Linked DNA regions of Mus musculus: region 1 is linked to region 2. A link is a contact called in public promoter capture Hi-C data. All regions are on one chromosome and are shown on one strand. Each heading gives the region's core, a stretch centred on a gene start, on an enhancer-like site or on the middle of the called end of the contact. The rest is flanking DNA. Distances are from core to core; before and after follow the strand shown. Region 1 holds the start of Arhgef9 (CDC42 guanine nucleotide exchange factor (GEF) 9). Region 2 holds the start of Zc4h2 (zinc finger, C4H2 domain containing).

What was found. Promoter capture Hi-C pulls out the DNA fragments that hold promoters and counts their contacts.
Region 1: a contact with region 2 is called in a promoter capture Hi-C map of pre-B cells, with 2.4 times the contacts expected there. The contact joins the promoter of Arhgef9 here to the promoter of Zc4h2 in region 2. A contact is called at or near these places in 5 of 39 promoter capture datasets (the 3T3-L1 cell line, 3T3-L1-derived adipocytes, liver and 1 more), 1 of 115 datasets of contacts at active chromatin or transcription factors (stem cell-derived neural progenitor cells) and 1 of 9 other capture datasets (adipose tissue).

Annotation. Positions count from the first base shown.
Region 1 is chrX:95,161,030-95,167,911 of GRCm38.p6, forward strand. Arhgef9 (CDC42 guanine nucleotide exchange factor (GEF) 9) reads right to left here and starts at 5,510. Exons shown (of 10, transcript NM_001290385.1): 1 at 4,571-5,510.
Region 2 is chrX:95,653,806-95,660,093 of GRCm38.p6, forward strand. It overlaps Zc4h2 (zinc finger, C4H2 domain containing), which reads right to left and starts at 4,704. Exons shown (of 5, transcript NM_001003916.2): 1 at 4,447-4,704. The coding sequence starts at 4,499.

The DNA of each region.
Region 1 (6,882 bases), core at 4,260-6,759, 490 kb before region 2:
AAGCACTAAGTATTAAAAAGCACTAAAAATGTAAGCATGCAAATCCAAAGAAGCCATGTGACTTCAGGAATGATTCACACACTGGCTTCCTCACCTCAACCGTTTCAGCTTACACTAACTGGAAAAGGTCAACTTTGATGCTCCTACATCAAAACAGGCTGACACACCAACAGTTCTCACCTTTACTCTTCTCAATTGTAAATCCAGGAACAGCAAACATCCTTGCCCATTTCAAATGGCTAATATGATATAAAATTAAGAAAGATGTAAAAATCACTTTGCAAACTTTATAGGCCCATGCATTGACAAAGTGTTACAGACATAGCCATTAACAGCTTCTTTCCTGGAGGCCTTTCTCCTTTCTAGTTTTTCCACGTTGTACTTTGGTGCCAGGGCAAAGCATAATGAATTAAATATTCTAGAGTGCTAGATCCATAGGGACAGAAAGAGACACTCTGGGCACATATTAGAAGAATTAAGCTTTAATAAAGGATTCTTGGAAAGCAAGAGACACAGCCTAGAGAAGTTGCAAAGCTTCTTTGTAATTGTTTATTGTAACTGAAGTTGTAAATAAGGGCTTGAAGTCTAAGATTTGCTGCTTCCCTTACGCTTCTTATCAAAAAGCTATTAGAGCTGTATCCAGATCGTTTGCAAGAGGTATTTCGGGAGCAAAGGCTCAATTTTCACATTTCACACCATAAGATCAGATGCAATGGTAGCAGACAGGCTAAAGAGGGCATATTTAGCACTATCACTGCAACTAGAGTGTATCCTCTGTACAGTCAATCACTCTAAGTCTGAGCCTCACAACACAATGGGGCACTTCACCCAGAGCTTTCTTGTGATCCCTTAGCTTTGTAGAAGAGCACGTATATGAGCGAGCGAGCAAGGATGGATGCACGTGCACGCAAACACACACACACACACACACACACACAAAATCACACAGGTGAACCAGTCCCCAATCACCATTCATCAGATAAGCAATCAAAATGACTTTCTCTAACTTCTAGTCTGAAACTACTGTAACACAGGAAAAGAACAGCTTCTCTGAGCTACAAACAAAATTCTAGCAAACTACAGACGCAGATATTGCTGCTTTTGACAGGTGAGACCCGTCTTAATGACCAAAATATGCTGGTCAGTTTGTTCCTGCCAGATTATCACTTTACTGTCTCACTGCCTGAAGCCAAAAATGGAGATAAAATATCCTTTCGAGACCTACAGATTTCCTACACTAAAAGTAGGCAGTGAAATGGCTCAGTTAATCTTAAAAATAAGGATAATGACTAAAGAGAGAGTAGAACTCAGGAGTCATCTTCCAATTAAACAGTCAACATGGATGTCCAAGGCTGGGCTTTTCATGCCTACTGTGAATACATTTTCTAGGCATTTTCAGGCAATAAAGGTTTTGTTTTTTCTTGCTCTTTCCTCAAGAGCATCTCTTCCAGTTTTGTTGGCTTCCAGTGTTTGCTGAACAGAGACTATATCGCCTGTGCCTTTAAAAAGTGGGCTCTGAAGTTCAGTGGTTATTGGGTGATTCATGAGTTACTAGGATACCAGAAGAAGGCATTTTATTTAATTCCTAGGTGGGGGAGCTGAGGGCCAAAATCTCTTAGCTTCGGTTTAGCCCCCTCCTCCTAGCAAAAGCTTATCCTCTACTCAAAGGGATAAGAGCGTTAGAAGGGAAAATAAAGGGCTTTCTAAGAAAATAAACAAATCAAAGTGGAAAAGCCCCATCTTCATTCTTGTACCTTAAGCACTTAAAAGTGACAGATAAGAGAGAAAAGGACGGGGGGGGGGGGAAAGTTATTTAACAAGGCAGAAAGCAGAGAGAAAAAAAAAAAGAAGGCAAGTTAAATTGCATAGGGTTTTGCTCATCTGGCCTACATTTCTCATTTTCTTCTGTTCCCTTCTCCTGTTGCATGAATTCACATATTTGAAGAACTATGAAGGCTTTCGGATACACACAACTAAGCCACACTAGCACCTTGTTGTCTGTTCCCTAAACTCACTTCTGGCAGCTCTTACGTGCCCTGCCATCTCACCAGTAATATCTCCTGAATTTTTAAAGAATGAGCCTTTTATAGCTTAAATTCCTGATGGGAATGCTCACTCAAAGGACCCCTCTATTCAAGCCTAAAAGGCTTTAGGTGATGAAAATTTATCCAGCCCCAGGGAAAGCTAATCAGAACTGAGGAATTTGATGCTATCTTCATATATTCTTATACCATACATTCTCCGGCCACACTCAGGAGTATTTACAACCATCACCACCACCACCACCACCACTACCACCCAGATGAATATGCACACACATCCAGAAATATACTGGCAGCACCCTACGCACACACCCAAAGGCTTTCTGTCAAAGGTTTTCAGGCATTTCATGACATTATTTAGTCATTAAAAACCTGGGTCAAAAACTAGCTATACAGACTCCTTTTTCTTTTAGTATAAAATAAATCATAATCAAAAGTCAAATGTATTCCACTGTTAAGAGTTCTCATTTCTTGCCCAGGTGGCTAGACCAAAAAAATTATTCTGCAGATACCAGCAACAAGATACAGGTATACCCTTTCCCCCAGTCCTTTTGGTTAATAATTAATTTTCCTTTTCATTCCTCATTCCAGTCCATTCCCCTCTGACTTTGAGTCCTTATGGAGTGCACCAAATCACAGAATGCAAGAACTTATAAGTCACCTAGTTCAAAGATTTCCAATTGCCAATATTATAGGGAGAATCCCAAACTTACTGAGGGAAAAAAAATAAAACAAAACAAAGCTCACTGTCAAACAATCAGTTAACAGATGAAACTTAGGTCTGCAGCTACCCAGCACAGAGCCTTTCCACATTCTCCAACATTGTCTCAAAACTGATATGCAAGCTTCCTTTAAATGTTTCTCTGAAACAAACAGGTAAAAAATAAAAAAATAATCATACTAAGTTCTCATTTCAAAGAGGTTCTTGGTTCCCCACAAGGGGCCCAAAGGATGATAAATCTGCCAGGAAGCTTCCCAGAGCCTGCTTCTATCGTGGTACCAAACAAGGAAGGAAAAAAAATTGTTCAGCTTCTCACCCACACTGAGTCAACTGGAGCACACTCTAAGGTTCAAAGCCTCAACTTAGTGCCATTAAATAATGTTCTCTCGATCTATCAGGACAATTTCAAGGCCCCCTCAATAACCATTTCCAAAGAGACTGAACAAGACTTGAAAATTGACAGCATAATGCTAGCTGATTTGCACATCACACATGAGCAGCCACCCACATGAGTATAGCTAGAAGCATGTGTGTGGGCGTGTATGTGGCATGATTCACTGCTGTATGAGCCAGAAATGGCACCGTTTCAAGTCAGGTAAGCAACGGAATGAGGACTATCTGTCTGCATCATCGAAGAAAAGGAAGGAAAAAAAAACAAATAAAAAAAGCAAATATTATGTACACACTGGCACTAGCAATGACTTTTTACTAGCCTTGCCAAGCGGTATCTCAGCAAAAACAGCAATATAAAAATAATAGTAGTAATAACAACAAGGATCACCACGGCTATATAATACAGACATATCTCACATTTCCCGAGCTTGCATCCCATTATGTATCCTCTTTTGTGTTCAAAGTCTTAATTTAGCACATTATATACTTACAGTTACATGAGTTTCAGAGAGCTCTGTCCTTAAGCAACAAATAAGGAAATCAATCTCACCAGCACTATAAACTTCTGTTTGAAGTAGTTCACGAACACTACTGCAAACAATTTTACCCCAAAGGAGTAATACCCAACACTATTATTTCCAAACTAGAGAAAAAGCTGGATTTTGTTTTCTGGGTGAGACACGGGAGGAAAAAAAATCCTCAAACTGAAATCAAGAGGTGTAATATCTGGGAAAAGGAGCTCAAACATTTTGTTAAAATCCTCTCTTGCTAATTCAAAATATAAAAGAATACTTTTTGTTCTGCTTCATGATTGCAATGAAAACGACACTTACTGCTTTAACGAATGTTTTAACGATGGCAGCTTTCCAAATCAGAAATTGGAAACCCTCAATAGCAAAACTGAAATTCAAAGGACACAGTTAATAAGTGCCAACTCGAGGCACCCCACCGTGCCGCTTCTCAAAATTGTGCCCCTTATTTAGAGAGTATTTTCCATAAATCCATTTCTTGCATAGGTTTTTCGTTCTCTAAACAACCAATGCAAGACTTTCACAGAACACCAAAAAATTCATCATTCTCTTCCACAAATACCAACTCCAACTCCAGCCCCAAACAAACCCAAATGCATTCTGATAGCAAGAGAGAATTTTTGATTAAAATCCCACAGTGAAGTTTAAAGGCAGTTTTTAAAGAATAAGTTTACAAGACATCACAAACAGCGAAGCCACTTTAACAGGACACAGCTTGCTCCACAAACATCACATAGAGAATGCACACAAACATGCACACTTAAATAGAAAACATTTCTTTATCAACAATTTTACTCAAGCAATAAGCAACTCCACTCACAGGCATATTTAAAAGACAAGACATGACAAAAGATTTAGGGAGAGATAATATACCAACGTCATACATATCACAGCGAGGCCATGTTGAAGCTCAAAACGTTTTCCCCCCTGAGTAAGAAAGCTTGTTCTTTTTCTCCCTCTCTTTCCCTGTCTCAGACTGTCTCTCCTGATTTTTTCCCCCTCAGAGGCTCTTGGGATGAAATCAAAGTGAGAGTTCGCAACAGCTCAGGTGGCTGGACTCCATTCAGCGCGTTCCCAAGAAAAACATGAGTATGACATTGACAAGCAGGAGGACTACAATCACGGCAAAAACGACTACAGTTTGCACATCCAGGGTCATGGTGCAATGCAGAACACTGTAGTGTTCCAGGTGGGGGGCCGGCAGATTGGGAGATGTCAATCTCTGTTCTGTCAGACTGTCCATACAGCCACCATGCTAAAAAGGAAAGGAGGAAGTCAGATGGTTAGGGAAGGTCTGGGTTTGGTCCCCGAGTTTGGTCCGGGGGAGGGAAGGGGGTTGGAGGCAGGGGCTTTTGCTTCCCTCCCCCTCTCGGGACTGGGCTGATCTTTCCTCCCTAACTGAGAAATCTTAGCTTAAGCTGAAGGTAGCAGAGTCCAGCATTCTCTCTTGGGCGCCACAGAAAAATCAAAATCCTGCTTTTCAAAAAGAAAGGCAAAATGAACCTATCGGTTCTCCAGAGTCTGTCCGGGCATGCGTCTGTCTGCCTAGCTGGCTACCGGTCAGTCTCAGTCTCCCCTACTCTTTCTAGTTCATCAGCTTCCTAAGATCTCTCTCGTCTGCTAGCTCTCTTCAAGGGATTCCAGGCTACCAGCCACTCTTCCTAGCCTTTCCTAGCTTGCCCTCTCCCTCTCCTCTCCCCACCCCCACCTCAGCCGGTAGGTTGCCTTTTTATTCACGCAGAAACTGGGGGCGCCAGCGTGAGTCTCTGACAGAGACGCTGACAAGAGAACAAGCCAATAGCAGATGCTGCAGCTGCGCATTCAGTGCCCGGAGGCGAGACTTGAGCTGGTGTGCTAGCAACGACAGCCAATCGGAGGACCCAACGCTCACAGAGTCGGCTCTCTCTTCGGGAGCCACCAAAAGCCAGTTTTTACGTGGGGGTGTGGAACTTGTGGGGGAAGGGAGGGTAAGAGACTGAAGGACGAGGAAAAAGACTGAGAAAGAGGGGAGGAAACAAACAGAATCAAATGAAGGGGAACAAGCATAATAAAAGGAGGCAGGCAGAGAAAGTCATGGAAAGGAGAAAGAGAAGGAAAGATGTGATGGAATAAAAGAAGAAATCGAGGATATAGTGAAGAAAGAGAAGGGTGAGGGAAAGGCAGGATAAAGAAAAGAGAGAAATGAGAAGGAATAGAAAATGCAAATAGGTAGGTTGATAGGTAGAAACGAAGCATATAAGTTGGCAGCCCCTATAGTCAATAGGAAGCAATTGTCTTTGGCCACTGCCTAAAACTAAATTGCAGGCCACTGACCGTCAGCAATAAAATCTCACAAATCAGTGTTGTGGGCACAACCATAGGGGCACCAACTTGTTAACAATCCAGTTCCATTTGGCTTTCTCTGCTGTTGTCGCCCTGTCCTGCTCTGAATGTGATTTCATCACACTACAGTTAACAGGCACTCTCCCAGCCCTCTGAGTATGAAGAAAGAAAGCCAGCTATGGGTTAAATAGTTGTTGTATATAAACTTTTCAAGAACTTGCCATCTACTTGTAGCCATTGCTTTGTTCAGTGTTTATAGCTTTGAATGGACACTCAGAGGAGGGTTCAAATGTACTCCTATTTATTTTTGTCTATGTAACGTTCAGGCAATGTCTCCAGGTTTCTGTCTCCTTATTGTTGCATGGGGACTTAAGCTTCCCAGAAAATAAAGTGACCCCAGAAGTCCAACTTCAGAAATATACATGTAAGTTCTACAATGGCCTGGGCCCCAAAGAAAGATGAGCTCCCTTATCTAGATAATCTCTCAGACCCTTTCCTCTTCTTAAGGTTCCTATAGCCTTAGGAATCAACAGATAGTTGACAGCGGAAAGAAGAAACTGGATTAGCCAGAGATATAACAAACTGAATTTTGGAACTGTGAGCATACTATGGACTCTTAAGTGGAATGGGAATTGTTTGCTATTCTCTAGAAATCTGTGAATCTTAGAGAGTCATTATCTTAATTAAATTATTAGAAATTTCGAATGAGTGCAGGTCATAAAAAAATAGTCTCAGTCCCTCCAGATTAGAATAAACTCCAAATGAGACCACACTTTACACATATTGGCCCATAGAACAATCGTTTGTGAATGATTCTTGACAAAACAATAACAAAAAGCCTGAATCAGATCAATCTTTTAGATCTAATTACCAA
Region 2 (6,288 bases), core at 3,454-5,953:
GACCATATACTGGGAAACAAAAGAGATCATAACAAATGAAGAAAAACTGAATAATTCTGTAGAGCCTCTGACTACAGTGCAATAAAGCTCAAAACCAACAGCAAACAAATCAATAATATGTAACCATCCATAGGTAGCCTAATCTCTCCGAATCTATACCCTTAGGTACAAAATGTGGATAATTCTTTCCACTGGAAAGATGAACGACTAAATGAGCCAAGAACTTTTAAATTATTACGTTCTTAACAACTGCTAGTTCCTTTCTCCAGACCCTTTTCCATCTTTGCTGGCTCCTTCCATGTAGCTCGCATACATAGTTACCTATAGAAATGCAGACATCAATCATATATTGACAGGATTTTCTCAATTTAAAATGAATAAATTACAAGAATTAAGCTCTACATTCCAGAAATTCATTGTATAAATCTCTTTTTAGTTGCATTTTTAGTTAATGAAGCCAAACTAATACACACACACACACACACACACACACACACACACGGCACAGACATACATGTAGGCAAAACACCAATATATACAAAATAATAAAACAAAATACTTTTAAATCATGTATACGTGTGTACTGCATTAATTTAGTCTGTTGTAGGCATGCAGATGCCTATGAAGGCCAGACAAGAACGTTGGAACTAGAGTTAGAGGCAGTTGTGAGCTACAAACAAACCCAAGCCCTCTCTAAAAATAATTAGCACTCTTTACCACTAAGGTATCTCTCCAGCCTTACATTATCTATAACAGATTTATTTAAATGTAAAAACTAGCTCTGCCTTTTACATTTTGTAAAATCTTTTTATTTTCTGCTTGGAGGTTTGTTTGTTTGCTTCCTTACTGTTTTTGTTGGTGGTGATGGTTAGGTGGTTTTGTTTTTTGTTTTTTTAACCTGCCTTTCTTGAATGAACTAAACATGTTTTATAATTTCATTTTGTGTTTATTTCTTTATACTTTTAAGAACATCTCCTTGTATATTATTAGTGTTTGCATTGAGAAACACCATATATATATATATATATATATATATATATATATATATATATATATATATATAAAATCAGTATCTCCTAACATACTACTAACTTTAGTGAAATATATTATCTGTTTTATTTTTATTCATATATATATAAAACATATCATAAGTATTCATGTGCATACACTGAGATTATGTTATAATTATGTTAGAAAGTTTCCTATAAGAGGTCTGATGGGGAAGAAGAGGGCCAGAGAATAGGGAACAAGCGAGTGTAAGAGCAGTCCATATGACCAAAGTACATTATATACATATGTGCAATGTCACTAGAAGTTTTTTATACATTAATATGTGATAATAAAAAAGAAAATATAAAAACACAAATTTTCTTTGATCACCAAACATTGTTAAGAAAATTCAGAAGAAAAAGTAGTCATTTCTATCATGTTTTTGCTTGGTACTTCTGTGCTTCCTGGTGTTGCAAAGTTGTTTATTTCTCTACTTGAAATATTTTTGTCACCCTTCTGCACTACCCCTGCTGATAATTCCATCACTTGAGAATGTCTTCTATCTTGAAATACAATATATTACTGCACATAGGATTCTACTCTGGAAGCTCTTTTCCTTCAGCACTTGAACATGCTGTACTCTCTACTAAGTCCTTGGTATTTTTTCTGTTAAGGAAATTGCCTTTCTATTTTTCCCCCATATATATAATTAGGGGATTGCTACTTCTCAGCTGCTTTCCTTAAAAGAATTTTTTTCTTGTTCCTACTTTTCCTGAAGTCTGATTATAATGTGTGTTGGAGTAGATTTAGTTGACTCTTATTACTGTTTGATTAGCTTCTTGAATCTGGAAGTTGTTTTTCTTCAGTAAGGAACAATATTAGTCCTCATTTTCCCAACTATTTATTTCTCCGGTCCTGTTTCTCCTGTCCAAGGACAATTTTTAAACTTAGTAATAACCTCACCGTGATTTCTCTTGCTTTAGGATTAAGCTGCCTCATTTTTTTTTTCCGTCTTCTCTGTCTTACAGTTGAACCTATCTGTTGAGTTTTTAAGGTTGTTTTAAAGATGCCCTTTAGCATCTTCTTTTGTTTTTATTGCTGTTGGTACTTGTCTATTTCCTGTGGTTTGTAATTTTCTTTAACTTAAGGAAGAATGTATTTGGATTTATGGTTTCAGAAGGAAAGTCCATAATGGCAGGAGAGAGATGGCAGCAGGCAGCAAGGACAGGAAGGTAAGAAGCAACCTCAAACAGGAAGCAGAGAGAATTGGTAATGCCCAGTCCTCGAACCTGCTACTCCAGCAAAGCCCTTCCTCCAGCAGTGTTATACTATCACTCCAAATAGCACCATTAACTGGAAACCAAGAATCAAATACCCAAGCCTATTGGGAACTTCCTCATTGAAACCAACACACTGTAATACCTGGCTCTTTGATTGGTGACAAGAAAAATACAAATTGTCATTTACTCCAACTCCAAAAGTCTCTGTAGTCCTTAACGTTTCCAACACTGTTTAAAAGTCCGAAGTTTCTCTGCATTGTGGTTTTTGTATGTTTAAATGCTCCCAGGGTGTTGCAGTTGTTTACAGAGGCACTTACATGATGTATATTTTAAAACTCGTGTTATATTATTCTGAATCTGTGATTTATCAATATTGATATCTATGTAGTTTTTCATTCACGAAGAGTTATTGGTACAGCGTGAAATTTTTCAATAAAAGTTGGATATTCTGGATCTTACTTAAATCTTTTGTCTTAGTAGGCCTTGTGATACTCTCAGCAGAAATCTAGCTTTTACACTGGATCTTTCTTAACAACCAAGTGTTATTGGAGTGGAAATTCATGTTATTGGAGTGGAACTTCAGCCTTCTCTCTAAATCTCTCCTTCTACTATCTAACCTGGTTGAGAAAAGAAGTCATGGCTCCTGACTTGTTCTCCACTGAAAAGGGTCTATTTTCACTGGGGATTAATGACCTTGATCCCAAATAGTCCACTTCTGGGGATAAGATAAACTTATTTTAAAGTCCATGAAGAGAAGACTGAAGTTAGAGACCCTCTATTCAAAGGTCTAAGCTTTTCATTAGTTTCATCCTTAGCATTCTTCTGCACCAAAGAATCTCATTTCCTATCTCCTGATGTCTTTGTAGAAAAAGACAGCAGCAGACCTTCAGTGGGAAACAGAAGAACAGAGCCTTTGTAGGCAGACTCAATTCCTGTGAAAATGTAGCATTGTTAAGCTTCATGAATATAAGAACTCACTCAAATTCTCCAGACCCCCATTTTTCCACTTATGACAAAGGTCACAGGGAACTTGCAAAAATGGATTGAAATGGGGGAGGGGCTGGCATAACAGGGGCTCAATAAATGATCATTTCCTTACTTTGCAAAAGGAAAAACACACAATCCCTCCAAAAGGAAGAAGAAACCAAGATTCTTCACTACCATCACCATGTGTAGATCCCGCAGAGATACCACAAAGGTTAAATCTATTGTCAATTTTGTCAGGGTTAAATTATATGGCCTAATTTTTAACAAAAGATACACTCTATGTCCTTTTTCTTTCTTTTTCCATATGTCTGAAAAACACTACAGATTCAGGGAGTTAGGCACAGCAGGGGAGGCCAACATAGTCAGCATTTGAATTATTATTGTTTTCTTGGCGGGAATAACACTGCAGTATCAAAAACTTGCTCACTGAGTAACCTATTGGAGGTGTGACAATTCTCAGTTTGCCAAACCTCCAGCTCTTGTTCACATCCTCATAGTTCACAACCTTCTTCCAACCCCAGGATAGGAAAAAAAAAAGTGGTGAAAGAGTTACAGGCAAATAAGAACAGCCCACTCCCCAGCTTCATCAGCATCCTCAGACTACAGCCACAGCAAAGTTGCAAACTGAATGAATTGGCCAGTTAAACTTGGCTTTCAAAAGGCTTTCTCAAGCTCTGGGTCATGAGGCTGACAGAAAAATCATTCTCAACTGTTATAAAGCAAGAAGCAAAAAGCGACTTGTTCTAAACAAAAAGAACACTAAAAAAAAAAATACATTTAGTTGTCCTGGTTTATCCCTCTACCTCTATTCTATCTCAGCTACATCTGGGAAGACATCGCCATCTCCACTTCTTCCCTTCTTCCTGGTACACACAACACACACACACACACACACACACACACACACACACACACACTTCCACCAACTACCTCCTCTAGACTTGATTTCAATTTAGCCAAGCCCCTTCATTCTTCACCTCATCTATTAAGTCTGTGATGAATGGACCCCCTTCCAGCTCCTGATTCCCTTTGCAAGTAGCCCAACAATAGATAGTTTTCACCAAACAACAACAACAAAAACAAAAACAAACCAACAACAAGCAGTACTCCTTGCTCCCAGGGATGCCTGGGAAGGGAGGGGTGATCGAGGAGAGTGGAAGGATGCTGCATTAAGCAGTGACCCGCTTACCTGATCTCTTTAATGCTTTCCAATTTGCACATGATTTCTTGTTCATCTGCCATGCTTTTCACTCTCAATTTCACGTCCAGGGAATTGTTTAAAAAAAAAAATGCACCAGCCAAGGCATACAATAGATACAATACAGCCACCTCCTACTGGTTTGTGGCTTTGAGCCTGTGTGGTAAGGGCTTAGAGAAGGCCTGGGAGCTGTAGTCCACAGTTCCGGGGCCAGCCAGGCAACCCGGGTGCCTCTAGAACTACAACTCCCAGAAGGCCAAGCAAAGCATTCCTGTTCCAGTTCCTGTAGCGGCACTTTAAATCAATATGTCACTGATAATTATGTCAAAGATTATAAGCAAAGGAATGAAGATATTTGCCCTACCAATGTGCGGCAAAATGGAGAAAATTTTCTCGAAAGCAGCTAGGAAGATGAGAAACATACCTTTTATCACAAGACTCGGACTCGGGCCTCACGCCTACCCCCACCCCACCCTGTCAACAAATTAAGAAATCATTTATTACAGAATGCCTTGGGCTGGAGAGAAACTGTAGGTGATTTAGCTTCCTAGATGTCAAATTTTCTAGATGCTACCTAGGGATTTGTAGCTTTGACATTGAAATGTAAATAGACTGGAACTGAAAACCGGGGCGGGGGGAGCGGCGGAGACGGGGCTGAACAAGAAAAAGGGGACTCTTCAAAATCAGGAAACCGAGTTGGAGGAAGGACCTCTTTCCTTCTGGTTCCTCATCCACTGAACTATTAGTGTGCTTGTACTTTGCCAGTCAATGAAAGGTTTACTGAGGGAGGCCCTGAAGAGGCAAAGAAAATAAAAGCAAGTTCGTAGCCTTTGTGAAGGAGAGAGTGAAGTATATTGTAAATAGAGCTGTCACAACGCCGAGATAATCAGTGAAACCTGAACATAGAAGGTGTTAATATGTTTTTAAAACTAAGAGTTTTCCAGAGAAGAGTGAGATTTCATGGAAGCAATGGCCTACATGGAGAATGCAAAGGGCAAGTGGTTCAAAGTGCCTGGAATATAGGGTTCTTGAAGTGGTATATTAGAGAGAGAAGTAGAAGCTGTATCAAGAAAAGATAGATTGTAGACACATTTTAAAAATATTTTAGAATGTTTTCTTTGGCTATTTTATGTGTTATACCGTGTATTTCCATCAAATTCACTCCCAAGTTGCTACTCTCCTATCCCTTCCAGAACTATCTCCCTCCTAAATTCATGCATTCTTCCTTTAAGCCATTTTTTGGTGCTACCCGTGCATGCACCGGTGTAGGGCCATCTACTGGAGCATGGACAGTATTATGGAATCAGCATCCCTGAAAAAAAAAACCAAAACAAAACAAAACTGAAGCTCATTCCCTAGCAGCCAGATTTTGAAATACCATGGAGTGTCAGATTAGAGTTTGGAATTCATCCTATAGGCACATAGTTATTCAGTATGCATTTGTGCTTACTGTATGCCAAATAATGTGCAATTATATTTAGAGTATATATCAATTTTTGGTGCTGGAAATTCTACTCAGAACCTTATACATCCTTAGCATGTACTCCACTACTAAGCTACATCTCTAAATTCTAAAGTAAAATAATTTAAAAGCACAGGAGCAATTAAATTGGGGTGATATGAGAAGATGCCAGTGAAAGCAAAGTTTAGAGTTAAAGAAAATGAAAGCTAGTAAGAGGGTATTAGTTATTCAAAGAAGATAGATTCACGTGGAAGCCAGGCTTCAGAAAGGAGTGTGAGAGGTAAGTTAACAAGACTCACCTCCACATTGTCCCTCTCAGCTGCCTGTTGAGGGCCCCGAATCTTTGAGGTACTTTACTAAACTGCAATTCA